Regions from separate parts of the Anas platyrhynchos genome. Here region 1 is linked to region 2. A link is a contact called in public Hi-C data. All regions are on one chromosome and are shown on one strand. Each heading gives the region's core, a stretch centred on a gene start, on an enhancer-like site or on the middle of the called end of the contact. The rest is flanking DNA. Distances are from core to core; before and after follow the strand shown. Region 1 overlaps ATE1 (arginyltransferase 1). Region 2 has its middle 7.1 kb from the start of FGFR2.

Region 1 (6,759 bases), core at 1,398-3,897, 110 kb after region 2:
ACAGCTATTCTTACGTTGCTAATGGAATAAATATCTGATAATAAATGTTTGCAATAGCATCACAGCTTTTTTCTTTTATGTACTACTCCACATTCAATACAGACAGATCAAGCGCTGGAAAAACATCAATGAAAGAACAAGTAGTTCATGTGCATTTATGAGAATACATCAAGTTTGGATGATCCAAACTTGATTTCTAAATACAAAGAATAACTGAAGTGCCTTTGTAACAAATTAAAGATATTTCAATACAGATCAACTGCAGCATGCAGTATTATATGCAGAAAGTCTTATAATGATTACTAAATAAAGACTATTGCTCTTACAGACCAATAGTGAGCATGTTACTACGTCATCCAGAGAAATAATCAAATGCTATTAAAATGCAAGTTGCTCAACATCCCAAAACCTCCAGATCACAAAACCACATTTGTCCATTTTGCTGTGCAGAAATTAAGACAAAGCTGTATTATAAAGACTCATTGTATTTCTTCTGACAATTGAAAAAAAACACAAAACAAAACAAAAGAGGGGACAAAGTGTCATTCATAAATTTTATTTGAACAATCATGGTACTCTTGATCTGCTGATCAGCTTTGTGTTCCAACTGATCCTGCACTGAAATACAGGGAAACAATGCCTGTTTAACCAAAGGATGCTCAGCCTGATATCGCCTCTCTGTTCATTACAGAAGTTGCCCTTATTCAGGTTTTCCCAGGTTACATTTTCACAATTTTTCTTCATTACAGCTCGAATCTTTCAGAATATAAATAAAACTACCACCCAAGCAGAAAAAAATAAATGTAACTTGTAGATGTGTAAATAAATTCTTGCAATTGATTACATTGTGGATTTTTGTAAGCTATATACACAGATCCACATATTGAACATGAATACAGTCTTCCACTACTTTATCAAGAAAGAATAAATGCTGGCAAACAAGGGCTGTATTTGAACAGTGCACAAGAACTATCATCTTGGACCAGAGAAAGAGATCTGTGCGCACTACTTCCAAAAAGAAAAAAGGCCAGAGGAAGTGCAGAGAATGTGACAAACACTAGCACAGGTTCTTCCCTTGCACATTTTCACCTCTTCCAAAGCCGAGCACTTCTTGGGCTTGGTTAATCCAAGAGTAGCCTTGGATAAACTTGTTCAGTAGGCAATACATCTATTTTCCATGCCTGTATCTTAATTCATTCAGCTATTAATACTTTCCCACTTAATAACCTGTTGGGGTTTCCCCTAATTCTTCAGATTTCCCCAACGACTCATTTAAAGATAACAATATATTACTCAGAAAGCAGATAACTGCATTTACATAGCAGCATAATACGGCTTTGTGTTCCCACAGAGGAAAAACTGAAAAATCAGCTCTTCCACAGCACTATTTAAGAGCAACTTTTAATTAGAGAGTGGTTTGCTGTGTTTCTCCTCAGGACACCAACCCATTCAATAAAACCATGCTAACACAAGTGCTGTCAGGCGCCTCCTACTTTGCTGGCCACCAGCAGCTGACTGCCCTCCGAAGCACAGGGACAAGCAGGCCAGTTCTGAGGCTGACTAAAGGGTTTTGAGGGTTTTCAGAAGGTTTTCAAGAGAAGTTTGATTTATACCAGACACCAAAAAAAGACAAGAGAGGATAATCAGTAGCTGAAAAGCCTATACCAAAAAAAAGTTGCAGCTTTTACGTCAAGACAAAAAGAGATTTGAAACATTTTCACTCACATGCTAAGTTATTTATGATTACACCAGTAAGGAGATGCTTAAAACCGTTCCTAGAATACGATCTTACTTGGCTGATCACAAACTTACTCCTACTTTACCACAGTATCTACTCAGCACTGAGGATGGCGACGATACCCCCACAGCAATGGCGGGTACTCCTCACCTCAGGGGCCAGAGCACCACTGGGACCTGGTGCAGGTTTAACACCGCTACTCCATTTCTACACTCCCTTTGGTTAGCTCTGACAGAAGCCACTGGATCTGTGAGGGCTCAGGGCTGCCTCTCTCCAGCAAAAGCTCAAACAAAAATTTGAGGCCTACACACTCTGGTAGATGCATTCACCCGAACTGCTCTTCTTGCACACCAACGCTGTGATACTCAACCTGAATGTAATAAACTATGCTTAGTGCGTATAAATGCAGACTTGTACCTCAACATTTGTGTGAGCAGTGACTGTAAACATGTCAGCAGCAATACTCGTGGCCCAATTTTACTGAAGCCTCCTCACAGAAACCTGATCACACCGAGCACGTCCAAACCAACAGGCCCAAAAGAAATTCTCACATTGTCTCTCCCACCCCCCATTATCAAGCTTTAAAACAGATTGCAAGATTACTATCAAGCACTTGCATTACGCCAGGCTAGCAGCCAAAGACCACCTTAGGGTAAGCACGACTCCAGATAAAGAATAAACAAACAAGGCTTTTGCCAAAACATTGAAAATACATGATTCTGCAAAACCCTGCACCACCAGAAGTTATTCAATGCCTTAAACTAGATTATCAGAGTGGTAAAACAAGTACCATTTTCCAAGTTCGGCTTAAATTAACACAAGGGACAAAACGCTGTTTGATAGCCAAATTATCCAGCAGAGTATGACTGGCCAAAGTTAAATACAGACAGCAAGCGAGGAGTTACTGAAGATATAATAGTTCAGCTTTGGAAAAAGTACATTGCACAAAGATTAAATTGCAAGAAGAAAGAGAGGTTCAGAAATAAGAAGTAGATAGCCCTGTATCAATACAAGCTGTGCTAAGAAATGCTGCCAGAAAGTTAAGAAAACCACTGTCTTCAAAACATCACTAAAGAATGAGAAAACTGGAAAAAAACAGTAACTGAGTAGAGGAATAAAGGGGAGAAAAAGCAATATATTTTTAAAGGAGATATATTTTCAGTGATAGAAAGCCATGGACAAGACTAAAGGATGCTAAATCAGATACTGTAGCAGAATTACTTATCTTTAAACATGTAAAAGCACAACTGCAAATTGCTTTTATTTATTTCTTTTGCTACAGAAAGTTGAACTTTTCAGCTTTTTTTTTTAATTTACTAAGGTAAACTGGCGTCAGAACCTGACTATATTTTAATAGCTAAAGGAACAGAATATATAATGTACAGGGCTTTAGTCACAAGTGGAATTCCATCTTAGAACTGCTGTAGCTGTGAATTTCCAGAAAATATCCACTTCGATGAACCAGAACTAATAAATGAATCCTATGCTCATCAAAAATAAACTGCATTGAAAAAAAAAAAAAAGATGGGACCTTTTCTACAAGAAAAGTTTGTTTTCTAGTATTTCACTTAGCACTTAATAAACTCCTGTACGTCCTTAAGCAGAAGATCTTCACTTATTCTGTCACACATATACAAGCTCAAAGACCATAAACACACAGCAAGCTGTGGTTTGAAGAGACCACGGGTTAAATTAAAATGAAGAATGCAGGGGGTTTGTTAAGGGCTTGTTAAGCTGACAGTGAAACTTGGAGTAACAAACCCCAAGAGAGGTTTTCTGATTCCCAAATATTTAGACTTTCAACATAAAAGCTTTACCAATGTATTTTTTTCAAAATGTGCATTAATAACTCATACACAAGTAATTCTAAAATAACAAATGAAAAAAAAAAAATCCCAGCTATTATCCATCAAGGGTCAAATCAGTGGCAGTAGCAGCAAGGAAGGAAAAAAAAAAAGAGAGGCACAATGTGGCACCCATGAGCTTACAACTGTGCTCTCCATCAGAGATTCCAAAGCAGTGGAAGTCAGGAGGTGAAAGGAAAATCCCAAAAGACCCACTGGCCTGAAGGCACCGAAACATCAGTTACCAATGGTGTCAGCATGGCACTAAGCAGAGAGTGCCTAAAAGTTCTAAGTAAGTTTTGGCATTAAGCCTTCCATGCATTGCCGGTACTGAAGTCCCCTCCATCACATAAATATCTCGATCAAAAGATGTATACACATTGCATAGGTGCAAAAAGAGGGCCTTCTTTCACATTCATTGAGCAATAATCATCTTCACAGTTCACGTACCTTATGTTAATATTGTGACTTTTTTTTTTATAACTTTCCACATTAGTGTTATTTTCAAATCACCAGAATTATAAGTCTATTCCTAAAATTGCCTTTTAATGTAATACTGTTAATATTAAAGCTGGTCTAGTAGATCATACAGGCAGACAGTATAGTGCAATGCCAACAATTTAATAATATATTCCAAAAAGAACTTGTTAATATGACCCACAATAATTTTTGTTGGATTATGAATTTAAATACAGGCAGGTTTCTGAATGTGAAGTGTTCAGCCAAATGTAAATTAAATACTTTTCCTAAACTAGAAGCTTTCCAAACACGAAAGTGTGCAGGACTCTCCCTGAAATGGAGGCTTATCAGCGAAGGAGGTTCATCAGCCACACACAGTTATATTAGCTTGCACAGATTAAAAGATAGATTTAATTTTAGATCCAAAAAATTCCTGGATGTTTGCCAGTTTAAAACCCAAAGCAGACTTGCTACTGCCCTGAAAAAAGCCCTGTGTATAGGACAGAATTTCATTCTACCTTTACTTAAAAAATTACTTGGCTCCATAATGTCTGTATGATATATTACAAAGTCTGAAAAAGAGGAAGAAAAGATTTGAGGTCTTTCAAACAGTACTTTCCACTGTCCTTCTAAAAAACTTGGACCAGTTTTACCCTACTTACTATCTTCTGTTCTTAAAAGAGACTCCAGTAATTCTCCTCCTACAAAGATTCAGTATTACGGCTTCTAACCTATACAAAAATACATTTTGTGTAATGTATTCTTCACTTTACTTCCTCCAGGGATCAATTACAAAATGCTTTTGATTGAGGTGACTGAGCTTTGGTGCCTGATAACTGTCAACAGCAAGACCTTCTTAACCAGACAGTCAGATGAACACACCTAACACAATTTCTAGTGTTTTAGAAGGATCTGCGTTAAAACCCACCAGCACCAGACTGAGTTTTTACACTTACTAGAAGATTCAGAGAAGCTCCTGTCTCCCCTGGAATATTGTACTAAGCCTGCACAAACATGATGCCAGGGAAAAGGAAGAAACACCTATGACAAGTAACAGGGAAAAACAGGAAGATAAAAACCCAGTGAACTTCTAGCAGTATGAAGAGAAATCCATCTCCTTCCTCATTAGGAATTAACTTGTGTTAGACTTTATACCTTAATGGGGCGGAAATTTTTAATGTACATCTTTAAACAGCTTTAATCCTCTAGACTCCCTCAGTTTGTAATAAAAAGATTAATATATATTTATATATGGGTGATTAGGGCTATCAAACCCAAGCCTAAGACAAGCCATGTGCTCTGACCAAACAGGGCTAGATGAACCAAGTGCCAGATGCCACTCTGAACTGAACTGCAAGCAGCCCTGGTGATAGTGCCTTTGATTCTTCATGAGGGGAGTAAGCAGTGTATTAAAAATCATCTGTAATTCTGAACAAAGAAAATATAAAATTAGGAGGTTCTCACCACTCTCTCTTTGCAGTAACAGTTTTCAGAGCAAAAGCACGCTGGATTACATGTACTATCTCAGCAATAAGGCTGAAATACATTCATTGTAGCAGGCAAATGAGGTCCCAGATCAGCCCAGGTAATGCATGTTACCAATCCAGTAAATAGCTCAGACTTTCTCAACGTTTCCAATTTTACCGGATTATAATTAACCTCATTTATGTCAGTAATTAAGAAAAAGGCAGAGACTAGTACTTATTGTTATGAGTTCTGCTATTTTACAAAACAAAGTGAAGTAGAGTTTATGGTTTCCCACAGTAGCATTACACAGATCTTACAAAAATGCTCCCCGTACATTCTTTTGAGCTAAAGCCAAAAATGATTATATGGTTTTATTATTCTACCTGGAAAGCAGCCACAGCTCGCTAGGTATCACTTCTGCAAGTCTTGCTCTCAAGAACCAAAAGGTCTGACAGAATTGATCAGTACTGAAGTCTTATATTTGCAGCAGATAGAAAGGAAAGATCCAAAATACCAAATTTGTTAATTCTGCTAATGAAAACGCTGGGGCACCTGCCAAAGAACCAAAGACTTACTGCTTGTTTAGAACCCCACTAGTGTTTTATTATTATTTTTCACCTTATTATATTAGGATTAGCATCCTGCAAACACCTTTTTCTATTTTAAAAACAGCCTTATTCATATATAGTGTACTCTCATTACATCTAAGGCAACCAGTTGATGGCAGTATTTTCATCCTATTTCTACTGCAAAGCTGAAATCTAATTAAGAGGTATGCTTAACAATGGAACGTGAATGAAATTGAGATTTTTAAAACCTTAACCTATTAAGTGAAACAAAGAAAACTTATGGACAAAGATGAAAGAAGTAACAAATGACTTTAAAGTGCTTGTCATCAAAAAGGCATTTCCATACCATTATCCCATTTCCAACAGAAATCTCTCCCTAACCTCTTTACAAATCATGTACAAATAATTCTACTTAACTAAAACTAAGCGTTAGTAGTGAGTTATGATAATTATGATAACGCATACTCCCTCCCTCCTCAGTTCAGCTTCCCCTGGGCCAAAGCCTACAACAGAAGCTTACTAAAAGCCATGGAAGTTTGCTAGAAAACACATTTTCCCTCCCAGATTGAAACTCCATGCTTTAACATTTAGAATCATTCTAGGAGATACCATTTCCCACCATTTAACTGTACAGTAAAAAATGTTTTTGTGCAGGCGCATGCAGTGAACTGTACCTCATTTT
Region 2 (5,805 bases), core at 2,443-4,942:
CCTGGTAGGAACCAACAGTGGCACAGGGGTCAGTTTGTCACTGCCCATCACACACGTGTTCGACAAGAAATCAAAATACATCAAAAAGATCTGCAAAAGGAATGGAAATGCACAAAAACTGTGCCTGTCTTCAGAAAAAAAATGAAGTTTTGTAGAGTTCATCAGGCTTGAGGAGCGACGTGCACAGCCTGGCAGCAGGAATGCCAGGGCAGGGTGTGAAACACCCCAAAGCCACGAGCTATTTGGGACCCCACAGGGAAGGTTTGAGAGATGCAGCAGTGCTGAGAAGCGCTTGGGAGTGGAAATGTTAAACAGAGTTGTGTTTACAGAAGGCCTCATCCTCGTATTAACATCTGTTTGGATGACCTGTTCATCTTCGGAAAAAAATTAGTAAAGCTTCCCCCAGACAGCAAACTAATAAAGAGCAAAATGTTAGTTACTCCGTCTGATGTGGAGTTTTAAGAAAAACTGCTACGGGCAGGTGTTAACCTTGAAGCTCTCTCTTAAAAAAAGATACTTTAAAGACATCACAGACGTCCCAAAGTGGGGATTTTGTGAAGGAAAAATGAATTTACAGCAATGAAGAAAAAAAAGTCATCTGTATGCATGAAGTGCTTGGTCTCTTTTCCATAACGAATTGATTAGGGGCATGTATTTGGGACTCAACCTAGTTATCTAGGAAGATCCAGGCAATGGCTGCCAGCCACCAGGCAAACAACCAAGAGGGACCGGGCCCCGGTCCTCTGCCTGTGCTCTAGGGATCTGCAACATCTTGCTCTCATTCCTGAAGTGAAAGCAGCTCGGTTACATGCTGCATTCACGATCCAGGCTTTAATGCAGAAATGGCTTTATGGATGCTCCTAGCTACTCAACTGCTTCCACAGTTTGGGGAAAACACGTGGATTCCTTGTTATTTTACATACACTACAGTGCCACAGATGAGTTGCATCATCTACCAGTGCCACTTCACCACTGCCATACTCTACCTCACCTATAGTTTTTATTGATTACCCATATTATTTCATATATCAGGACTTAACATTCAGCAGCCTGGCAGGGCTCTGTGCCCCTCCAGGCTGTCCTTTCACAGAAGATCCTGCTCATAGTGCTGCTCCATCACCCTTAATGGCATCGATACTGCCTTTTTTTTTTTTTGCTTACAAAACCCTAAAACCAGGCTGTGGTTGCTGGTAGCTCCCTGGCTTCCAGACCAGCCTCTCGAAGCCATGAACTCTGCGCTAGCGTCAGGCTTACACATACACCCCCACTGTGTTTACCAAGGTAAAGTAAACTGCACGCATTCTTTATTTACCAGAAAAATATCCCCATTTCGGTGGCACGGACCCAAAGTAGGATCTTTGAAACCACTTCCTGCTGCTGCTGGAAAGAGGCAGAGCCAGGATGTCTCCAGCCACATCGGTCTTGGCTGAACTTGTAGCTGCTGTGTGGGACTTGGAGCATCCTCAGGACTTTGAGGCACCTTGTTGGAGGGAACCTGGGCAGGGCTCCGCAGAGCCAGCAGTAAAGGAGGGAGATACGTGGGCATCCACAAAGATTCACTGAATGGAATTATTTCCATAAGAAACACACAAACGACGCCTGGGCTATCTGGCTTGTACAGGAACGTGGTAACTGCCTTTTCTCTCCTGTGCATTTTGGTCGTGGGGAATAAAGAAACACACAGCACGTCAAAAGTGCAAATGCCCCAGGAGGGAGCTGCTTCTGTTCCTCTGCCCCAACAGCCACCTGCCAGGTGGACTAGAGATTGAGTCCTGGAAATGCACCATCCTTGGTGTGCAGATCTCCCAGCTCAAATGAGAAGGCAGGTGGGAGATGTTTTAAGGAGCACCGTGCTTTAAGCTGATACACTCAGAAGCACCAGCAATGGTGGCAGATCATCAGCCACATGAGTCAGGCATCTCCAGGGAATCCAAGAGGGAGAAATACCCTTTGGCTATTTCTGTCGCATATTTAAGCATGGCTAATGATACTTGGAAGACAGAGAGTATTTTTATATGTAAGTATCAAGACAAGCTGGACAAATACCATTATCCATAATTTAAAAACAAAAGCTGGAGCCCCAGCTTAGCCAAATGTTTATTATACATTGTTATTGAAAATGTGTAAGCCCCATTGAACCTAATAAAACTGAAATATATGCCCACATTATTTGTTCAGTGGGGATCATCTCAGGGATGTAAAGTACTTCCAGCGTTCACGGAACTGAGCTAAAGTCACTGTTCCTGCTCTCTCTCCAGTTCTCATTACTTACTCATTAGGCAACTTCTTCACTTTTTCCTCCATCCTGTTAATGGCTCTCAGCTACAGCTGTAAACAAGATTCCCCTCCCATACGAGGGTACATCATGCTCAATGTGGGCAACATAAACAGAACCAGTTGTGTAAAACAAATAGGGATTTTGCTTGTACTTTTTCCATATCTAAGAAAACCTACACTTTTTTTTTAATACTCAAAAAGTAGAAAAATCGAGCATATGTGGCCAAAAGTAATTATATGCCTTCTAAGTTTATTAAAAGTTGGTGTTGTTGCTCGTGAACATACTGAATGAATTTTACTAGTTTCCCATAGCAGAGCCTGGGCTGGCATTGCTTTAGAGAGTTTACTGCAGAAATGTCAAGCATGCACTCATCCCCCCGACTGCAATTTAAATCAGACAAACTAGACTAGACATCTAATAACAAGCTTTGTTCACTCGAGAATGGCAGCTATGGAAATATGCCTAGTTATTACATGCACAATCCGAGAAGGACACTGAAAAAAGCAACAAGCGCTGTTCTTCCTTTGTTTGTTTGTGTTTTTCTGTTCCGTTTTATTTTTAAATGACCAGTTTCATGCTACTTATTTGACCAAGAAAGCAAACAAACAAAACACAACACAGACTCTCAGTAAAAATGTCTTCATAATTCAGTTTTTCCTCTCATAAACTGCAGTTTGCACAACTAGACTTCTCCTACTAATAGAAGCTGGGGACATGTATGGAAACTGGAGTTACCAACATTTGAAAGTAAATTACAGCTAATTGTTTTGGATTAATTTATGAAGGCAATATGACATGGTCTATATGCAGTCCCAGTGCCAAAATAAAGACCAAGCACAAGTTATAGTCTGTTTCCTATGTAAAAAGTAATATTTAAACGTCTATTTTTTTTTTTTCCAGCTATGTTTAAAAGATGGTCTGAAGACATAGGAACACTTTGTAAGGTCTGCTGCTGCTCTTTCTTCAGGGTGGTTCGCTATTCCCTCTTTTGGAAACCAAAAGCCCCTTTTCTGACATCTGACAGCCTGACACTTTCCACAGAGAAGATGGGGGAGAGGCACACACCCCTCATCTGAAACCCTCTGCTCCTTGGGAAATCAGCTCGCAGTAGTCCTGGCATGGCTGGAGATGCCTCCAAAACTGAGTCCTCAAAATGAGCGATACAGCGCCTTCCATAACTATATACATTCGTCTGTTTGTACTCCTGAATTCCTATGCCTAATTTCTAAATATTTACCCTAGCAAACATTATCCAGCCTGTGGAGTCCAGCTGCGAGCGGCACCGTGCCTCCCTCCGAGTAGCTGGGCCGAAGGCTTTTCCAAAGGCCCCTGGGTGTCCAAAGCGCTAGGCCTGCCCTCCTCCAGAAGAGCTCCTTATCGTAGTAATGCGAACAAAGGTCACAGCAACGAAAGGAATAAACGTGCAAACAAAGCCATTAGCAGTTTCCAAAATAAACTCCTACTCTCGGTGGCCAGGACTGCAGCGTGCCACATCGGCGCTGCGCAGAAATGCCTGCTCATATGTCAGCCGAGCAGCTGCACAGAGCTGCAAGCCAAAGGAGCACTCATCTCACCGCAGAAATGCCACCTTAATTAATTATTTTGATACCAGTAAGCTTAAAAGCATTAAAGATAAGCACAGGGAGATCAAGAGAAGGGTTTTCACCTGTCAGCCCACTTCTTTATTGCTCTCTCTAATTAATACCCACATCACACAGGTGTCGCTGAGAGGAAAGCTCTCCTGGAGGAACATATTTCTGAAAGGATGTGCACGCAAATTACCAGGGAACCATCTGTGCCACAAAAATTTCAGCAGAGGTGCAGCAGCCAGAAAGAAATCATCAGCGGTGAAAGCAAACATTCTGATTTAAGATAGGGCAAAAACGTTTGAGTCAGCTCTAACGAAGATTTTCCCCGATTGTTGTTTTCCTTACAGAGCTGGTGGGGACACCTCACCCCTCTTGTGCTTGCCTGGGACAGGCCACCCTCCCCTGGCCTCCCAGCCCAGCTCCTGCCCACTTGTAGTCCTTGTTGTTGTCCCCTTTTTTTGCCTTCTCTCCCCTTAGCACAGGGAGTTTGTTTTCCTGCTGCTATGGTTTTCCCTCTCCTTCAGACAGCAGCAGACATCTCCCGCCTGGCTCGGGCTCCATACTGCTCTGATTCACCCAAGTGAGACCTGAATCAGGTCCTCAAAGCACAAACCCTTTCAAACACAGGCTTGTCCTCATGCTAGAAATCTCCCAAACACCTTGTATCATCAAACCAAAGATGTGTTAGCACACTGCCCTGACTCTTTCTCAAGTTTCTCTCTTAATCTCTTACCTTCACGTTACAGCCTGGGGAGCAGGAAGCATGTCTCCTTCTAGCTGGAAATGGCCCTAATGCATTCTGGCAGTACCAGAAACAAATTAACAAATCCCTGTAAAGCCTAACCTGAAACAAGCATTCAAACAGCTGAGAAGGAATTAAATAATTTATAGTGAATGCTATCAGTGGGGCAAGCAAATTTATTGGGGGTGCGGGTTGGATTTCACTGATACGTTAAGTGTCTGATGAGAATTAACACCCTGCTAATTAGCCTTGAAAAGTAATTCCCATATGCCACCACCTGTATTTACTCACAAAAGGGGAGCAGAGTAGCTGGCAGCTGCTGTGGTCATTAGTCCAGGAGCAGGAGATAATTTCTGTTTTATCCTCATCGTTACCTAGATGCACGGACCATCCTAGGGCAGCTGTCTGCTCTTCCTCACTCTCCTTGCTCCCCAGCCTCCACATATCAGATACCACACTCTTCAGGCTCCACAGGTGACTGTCTCCAAGTATTCTCTCCCCTTCATCCACCCAACAGGAAAGGTAGCCAGGTTATCCATCTGGCCTGAGCACCTGCCCTCCTGGGGCATGGTGTGACCTCCAAGGCCCCAGGAGGAGCTTTTCCACTGCTGGACTTAGTTCTGCAAACTGACTGCCTCTCCTGGAGCTGAACATGTCCAGTCCTCTTCAAAAATATTCCTCTGGCTCTTCTCAGCTCATGCCTTTTACCTCCTGGAGCACTTCCAATGCATCTCTTATTTTTATGCCTCTAAATCTTGATCTCTCCATTTGGAGCTTCCTCTCGGCCTACCCTCACCCTCACACTGAGTTCAGACATTTCCCCTGGGATAAGCAAAGCAAACACCCGTTGTTGTCCCCAAACATGATTCCTGGCTGACCTCCCTGGCCCACGAGGCCTTGGTCTGTCCCTGGGACCCCTCTCCATGCCCCAGGCCCCCTCCTGCCCCTTGCCAGATGGGTGCTCAGGTGGCACCTCCAGCCCGTCCTCTGTCCTGCCCTCTTCACCCTCACAGCTCCCCATGCTCTCCAAGAAGCTATGGTTAAACTCAGTAAAACAGTCTGATCTGGCTAAGGTCAAAAGTATTACAAAAAAATCCTTGAAAGATGTGAAATATAAATGACTAATACAACCAAGCAGAGAGTGTGCAACAAACCTGCAGGCTCTGGTCAGGGGCCCGTGGAGAGCTGTAACACCT

Evidence for each region. A called contact is a pair of places that touch in the nucleus more often than the background predicts.
Region 1: a Hi-C map of skeletal muscle shows a contact between it and region 2, with 2.4 times the contacts expected there. The contact joins two enhancer-like sites.

What each region holds. Positions count from the first base shown.
Region 1 is chr6:36,635,649-36,642,407 of IASCAAS_PekinDuck_T2T, forward strand. ATE1 (arginyltransferase 1) reads right to left here. Exons shown (of 12, transcript XM_027460064.3): 7 at 6,752-6,759. Among named protein-coding and RNA genes, the nearest start is that of ATE1, 18 kb to the right of the region's middle. Within about 2 kb of position 2,648, at least 1 of the 8 cell types and tissues checked has an H3K27ac peak or open chromatin away from gene starts, as enhancers often do.
Region 2 is chr6:36,525,824-36,531,628 of IASCAAS_PekinDuck_T2T, forward strand. No RefSeq gene overlaps it. Among named protein-coding and RNA genes, the nearest start is that of FGFR2, 7.1 kb to the left of the region's middle. Within about 2 kb of position 3,693, at least 4 of the 8 cell types and tissues checked have an H3K27ac peak or open chromatin away from gene starts, as enhancers often do.